Linked DNA regions of Manis pentadactyla: region 1 is linked to region 2. The links are chromatin contacts, called in public Hi-C maps. All regions are on one chromosome and are shown on one strand. The core of a region is the stretch at or near the end of the contact, and the rest is flanking DNA. Distances in the headings are between cores, read along the strand shown. Region 1 holds the start of GPRC5B (G protein-coupled receptor class C group 5 member B). Region 2 holds the start of KNOP1 (lysine rich nucleolar protein 1).

Region 1 (2,700 bases), core at 109-2,608, 140 kb after region 2:
CAGTCTACAGAACGATGTCCAGGATGAACAGGAGGAGGGCCACACACCACCTCACAGACTGAAGCTGAGTCTGGCTCTCCTAGGATTCCTGGGGGTGCAGAATTGCCCTGGAGAATTTTCTGTTCCTGCCATAGTGATGACAATAACTTAACTCACAGGGCTTACTATGCTCCAGACACCCTTCTCTGCAAGTCACGTATATTTATGCTTTATAATCTGCACAAGGCAAGCACTATTACTATCTCCATTTTACAAGAAATAAAACAGGGAGGTCAGCTGGCTTGTCCAAGGTCACACAGCTAAAGAGCCGGGGAGCCAAGAGACAAACAATTATACTATTGTTACTGGGCTTTTACTACGGACCAGAGCTCTGGAAATGTCACCCAATGAGTGCATGCTGGCCAGTCTATCTAAATTAGGCTCTCCCTGCCCCCATTATGCTTTATTGCAGTACTTTTGTTCTTTGTTATTGTAGAATGTACTATAATTTTCAAATATTTTATTACCCTTTTGGTCTGTCCACCCCCACCTGGACCCCACGCTCAGGCCCTCGTCTGTCTTGTTCTGCACTAATTCCCCAGTGCCCGGCACATGGGCAGGGCTCACTGCCCACCTGCTGAATGAATGACTTAATAAATGTGGTGCCCAACCTCACATCACCTGGGCAGGGCAGAGGGTCTCATTGGTCTCATTGCCATCTTATAGAGGAGAAAACTGAGGGCCTGAGAGGGCTGAGTCCAAGTTTGATACTTGGACTGACACCAGCAGCAGTATGGCCTGGGAGCTTGTTAGACCCGCAGCCTCCCAGTGGGTGGGCTCAGCCACCCGTGTTGCTACAAGCACTGCAACAAGCCCCACGTGGGCGCTGACGCCTGTGCACACCAAGGTTTGAAGGTGGACATACACAGCAGGGGAGCCAGGACCCACGGCCCCGGCACCTTCTGCCTCCCCGCCCCTACCCATGGCCAAGTGAGGGTGCCCACTGGAGCACCCCTGCACCCCCGTCAGGTGAGCCCCACCCGGCAGCATTAGCCACCCGCTGCCTTCAGCACCAACAGTGGAGCATTTCTCTGGGAATCCCAACCTGAGCAAAACCAGATTAGAGGTTCTGAGTCAGCCACAAGCTGAGGCTGATTGGGATGGGATGAATATATGGCAGCAAACCCATGGGATGAAGGCATGCGGCTCCTCAAAAGGAATAACAAATGAATGTGAACGAATGTGCGAGACCCGGCTCACATACTAATTACCTTTGCTGCCAGCCGGGCTCCCAGAAATGTGACTCATTCAGAGGCTCTTAAGTGTACACATACACATTCCATCTCTCTCTCTCTCTCTCTCTCTCTCTCTCTCTCTCTCTCTCTCTCTCTCTCTCTCTCTCTCTCTCTCTCTCCCCCCCCCCCCCCACCCCACAGAGGAGCCAGAAGCCTCCGGCAGGTGGTGCAGCAGCACGCTCCATTTCTCCACGAGCTGGGGCCTGCAGAGGCTGGAAAGGATGCAGGCAAGACTCCTTGTGTGAGAAGCACAGCAGCGCCTGCCTGAAGGCCACACACACCGCTGGTTCTCCCGGCCCTGCTCCTCACCCAGCTGCATGAACTTCTGAGTGAGACCTTCCGGTTTCAAATCCTGCCCCTGCCACTTGCTGGCGCCCTGTGACCCTGGGCAGCTGATCTAACCTTTCTTGCCTCAGTTTCCTCATCTGCAAAATACAGGTGATAACAGTACCCATCATGTGGGGCAGGGTGAGAAAGTTTTAGGACAGTAGTTAACATAGGGGAAGCACTTACATAAAGTGTCTGTTAAATACAGAAAACCTTGGTAAATGCTCCCTTGCCCAGGGTTATGAACTTTTCTGACTGCTTTTCCATGAGGGGTGGTTGCCATGGAGATGGGGTTGGAAGGGGGCTCCCCCAGGTATTTGTCCACCACTGGTTTCCAGTCTCCCCCATTACACACCAAGCAAAGATGTCCCTGAGTGGATGCGAAGAATTGCTTTGGGGGGTGGTCTGCCCTGGGAACCCCTAAATTCTTTTTCCCACAGTAGGTACTCTGAGTGGGAGCCTCACTGTGAAGGTGGGAGCTAGAGGACCCGAGGCCAGGCTGGGTGCCTCAACACCGATGTCTCTTAGACCAGACACCTATTCTCTTGGGAACCAGCATCCCCACCTTCCCACCCACCCATGTGAAAGGAGATACAGGATGTACAAAATCTCTCTGGAACATGCCATGCTCAGCTGCCTCGCCTTAGGCCACTGGTCCTCCACCCCAACATCCCCTCCCAGCGCCCAGAAAATTGGAAGCATCTTAAACCCACTTTCTCTAAAGATGGGGCAGTGGTGCAAGAGTAGAAGGGAAAGAAAAAATGAACAGGTGGGAAAAGGGAAAGACTTTCCAAGTCCAGGGCATATTTAGTAGTTCGGTACCCAGATGAATTTACACTCCCATCAGTTTCCTCTAGCGTGGAAGCCATCGGTGGCAGGAAGTCATACAGAACTATGTGACAGTGGACATTACTTAATGTCCGACCCTCAATCTCATTGTCTGTAAAATGAAGATAATGAGATAGTGTTGCCTTCACAAGGCTGGTGTGAAAAGTACACCAAAAGTACTAAGCATGGTGCCCAGCATGCGGAGAGTACAAGGTTTCTGCTTATGAAAAAGACAATCATGATCCCCATTGTCTCACTGGGAAAATGAAGG
Region 2 (2,700 bases), core at 19-2,518:
AAATAGATGGATCGTAATTAAGGCTTGAACAGAACGAACCTCAGCTTGCAAAGGCGAGGGATAAGGTGCGAACCTGGAGAGGGTGGAGTCAAGAAAGCCAGGAGTGCTTCGATGGGGCAGCGGTCAAAAGAACTGAGAAAAACAAAGAAGCCAAATGGGGATTATTCACATGCAACTCCAAATACATTCACTCTCCCGATATGGAAAGAAGGCCCTTACAGCGCGTCTCCTGCAAATGCAAACGCTTTCTCCAAAAGCTGTTAAATTCTGGCGGTAGTCCGTGAATACCCCATCTCAAACAGTTACTGATTGATGCTTGCAGACTTTAGTTCACTTACAATTAGTACTAACGTGTGCAAGTGGCAAAACTGAGATTTGATCCCAGCCCAAAGGACTACGCTCTACAGAATGGCACTAACACCCCAGTTTCCCCGCAAGGGAGCCTGGAGACGAGAACTGTCCCTGAGAGCCTCCGCCGAGCCACAGCTTCCGCACAAACACACACAGGTATTACGCACAGTTCCGGGCCCCGCTCCAAGGCGGAAGAACTTCCTGGAGGCGGCGGCCTCAGCCGGGGCAAGAGCACACCGGCGATCGAGAGGCGTGGATAGGAGAACGCAGGCCGCCCGCTTTTCCCTGTTCGTCGCGCTCATCCCCAGGCCCACTCTCCAGACCCCGCACCGTCCCCACTGCGTCGCGTCCCCCACACTCACCCGCAGACCAAACTTCCCCACCTCCACGTGAAAGTTCGTTCCACAGTGACCCGGAAATTAATAGCAAATCGCTGGCTCGACCCCGTGACTTCCGGCTCCTTCCAGGTCGCAGGGGGCGTGTGGGGAGCGCGGTTACCGTGGAAACTGCGGCCATGGCGGCCCCGGGGGCGGTGAGCAGCCGCATAGCCGCGCGCGAGGAGCCCGCCGGCTCAGCGGAATCCTCGGTCGTCACCCCGACGCCATTGCCCACCGTGTCCCCCGAGCTGCCTGTCTCCTCGGGGCAGGGCGCGGTGCGGGGAAAGAACCTGTGGGAGCAGATCTGCCAGGGTAGGCCGCCCGGCGGGCGAGGAGAGCCGGGCCTTGGGGCCCCGCGGACGGGGACCTACTGTGCGTCAGGCGGCTAACGCGCCAGGGCCTCCGGTCTCCCATGCTACGCACCGGGGAGCTGAGGCCCCGAGAGGCTTGCCCCGTAGTCAGGCAAAGGCAAGGAAAGCGAAATAAAGGTGACCAGGTGGTGTTGCACCAGTGGTGCTCAAACCTCAGCGAACAGGAAAGAACCGCTGGGATAGAGATGGGAGCCTATTTAAAATGTGGGTTCCTACGCCCCGCCCTCAGAGCGGCTAACTAGGTGCCGGGAATCTTGCACTTGTTTAACGAGCACCCGGGTAATTCTAACGTAGATAGTTCATGATCCGCACGTTGGGCAAGCATGGTCTATGTAGACTGGGTTTAAATCCCTCTCCACTTCTAATCTTCCTTAAAATCCCAAACGGAGTTTAGCTCACCTTTTGTGTCCCCAGGCCTTACAATACTTTTCACACACGTTGGACAAGTTATTTAACTTGTAACTCTGTAAAGTAAGCATAATAATGACATCTATTTTACGGTGTTAGGAGGAGGCAGATAGTCACAGAAAATGCTTAGCAAACTATCCGATCTACTGTAGGGTGGTTCTGTTCCTCCTCTAGGCCACTGTAAGCTCCTCGAAGTTAAGAATTAAGAGTTTTCATTTTTGTGGCTACCAATAGAACTTTCAAGTATGGTAATCACATTCAGTTATACTGTATGCTGAAACTATTATATGTCAATTATATCTTAATAAAGAAAATTTGGCAGCCCCTAGCCATATATGGTTATTGAGCACTTGAAATGTGGTTAGTGCAGCTTTGGGACTGAGTTTTTAATTTTACTTAAGTTTTAACAACTTCAGGTAGCTACATGTACTTAGTGGCTATTGTATGGGACATGATAGGTCAGCAGATGTTTCTTGAATGGATAAAAGAATGAACGTACCAATACATGGAACTAGGTAGAAGAAGAAAGAGTGATTTGTTGAAAGATGTGGGAAATACAGAGGAGGAAGAGAATAATGGCCTCAGAGTTGATATATCCCCTCAAAGGCTGTTATTTCACCTCCCATCCAGTGCTTCAATTACTTCTCCAGCGTCACATTATGACCAGAAAGGTCTGTTTCATCTTACATGTTCTTGTAACTTCTACCCGTTGCTCCTCACATCCTTGGTGCTATGACCCAAGCTGCTAATCACTGTACCCTAAAGAATCCACTCACATATTTGAAGGTGGTTATTGTGGCTTTATCCGCAGGAAAGCAAAAGACAACTTTGACTTCTTCAAGTCAAACACCTTTTCATAATACAATTTACTGCTGGTGTGTTTTTCGGGAAGCTGCTCAACTTCATCTGTAAGAGGGAGGTAATCCTTGTACCCACCTCACAAAGCTGTTGTGAGGATGGAGTAAGAATACACGTGACAGTGCTTAGCACAGGGCCTGGCATGTAGAAAGTGCTCGATAAATGTTCATTATTGTTAACAAAGAAACATGCTTTGCATTGTGTTTTAAAATCCTGAAATTTATTTTTGTCAAACAGGCCTGTAGGGAGAAAGCAAAGACAGAGGGTTCTGGTGCTCTCTGAAAAGCAAGGGTGTTGATGTCACCTACAAAATGATAAGAGTTACAACATGAAGT

Evidence for each region. Hi-C and Micro-C count contacts between places; a contact is called where the count stands out from the background.
Region 1: a contact with region 2 is called in a Hi-C map of fibroblasts, with 4 times the contacts expected there. The contact joins the promoter of GPRC5B here to the promoter of KNOP1 in region 2. A contact is called at or near these places in 2 of 3 Hi-C or Micro-C datasets (fibroblasts and skin fibroblasts).

Annotation. Positions count from the first base shown.
Region 1 is chr10:75,442,686-75,445,385 of mManPen7.hap1, forward strand. It overlaps GPRC5B (G protein-coupled receptor class C group 5 member B), which reads right to left and starts at 1,359. Exons shown (of 4, transcript XM_057486991.1): 1 at 1,251-1,359. The coding sequence starts at 1,287.
Region 2 is chr10:75,301,723-75,304,422 of mManPen7.hap1, forward strand. KNOP1 (lysine rich nucleolar protein 1) reads right to left here and starts at 1,269. Exons shown (of 5, transcript XM_036917049.2): 1 at 1,152-1,269. It overlaps IQCK (IQ motif containing K), which reads left to right and starts at 866. Exons shown (of 9, transcript XM_057486992.1): 1 at 866-1,040. The coding sequence starts at 866.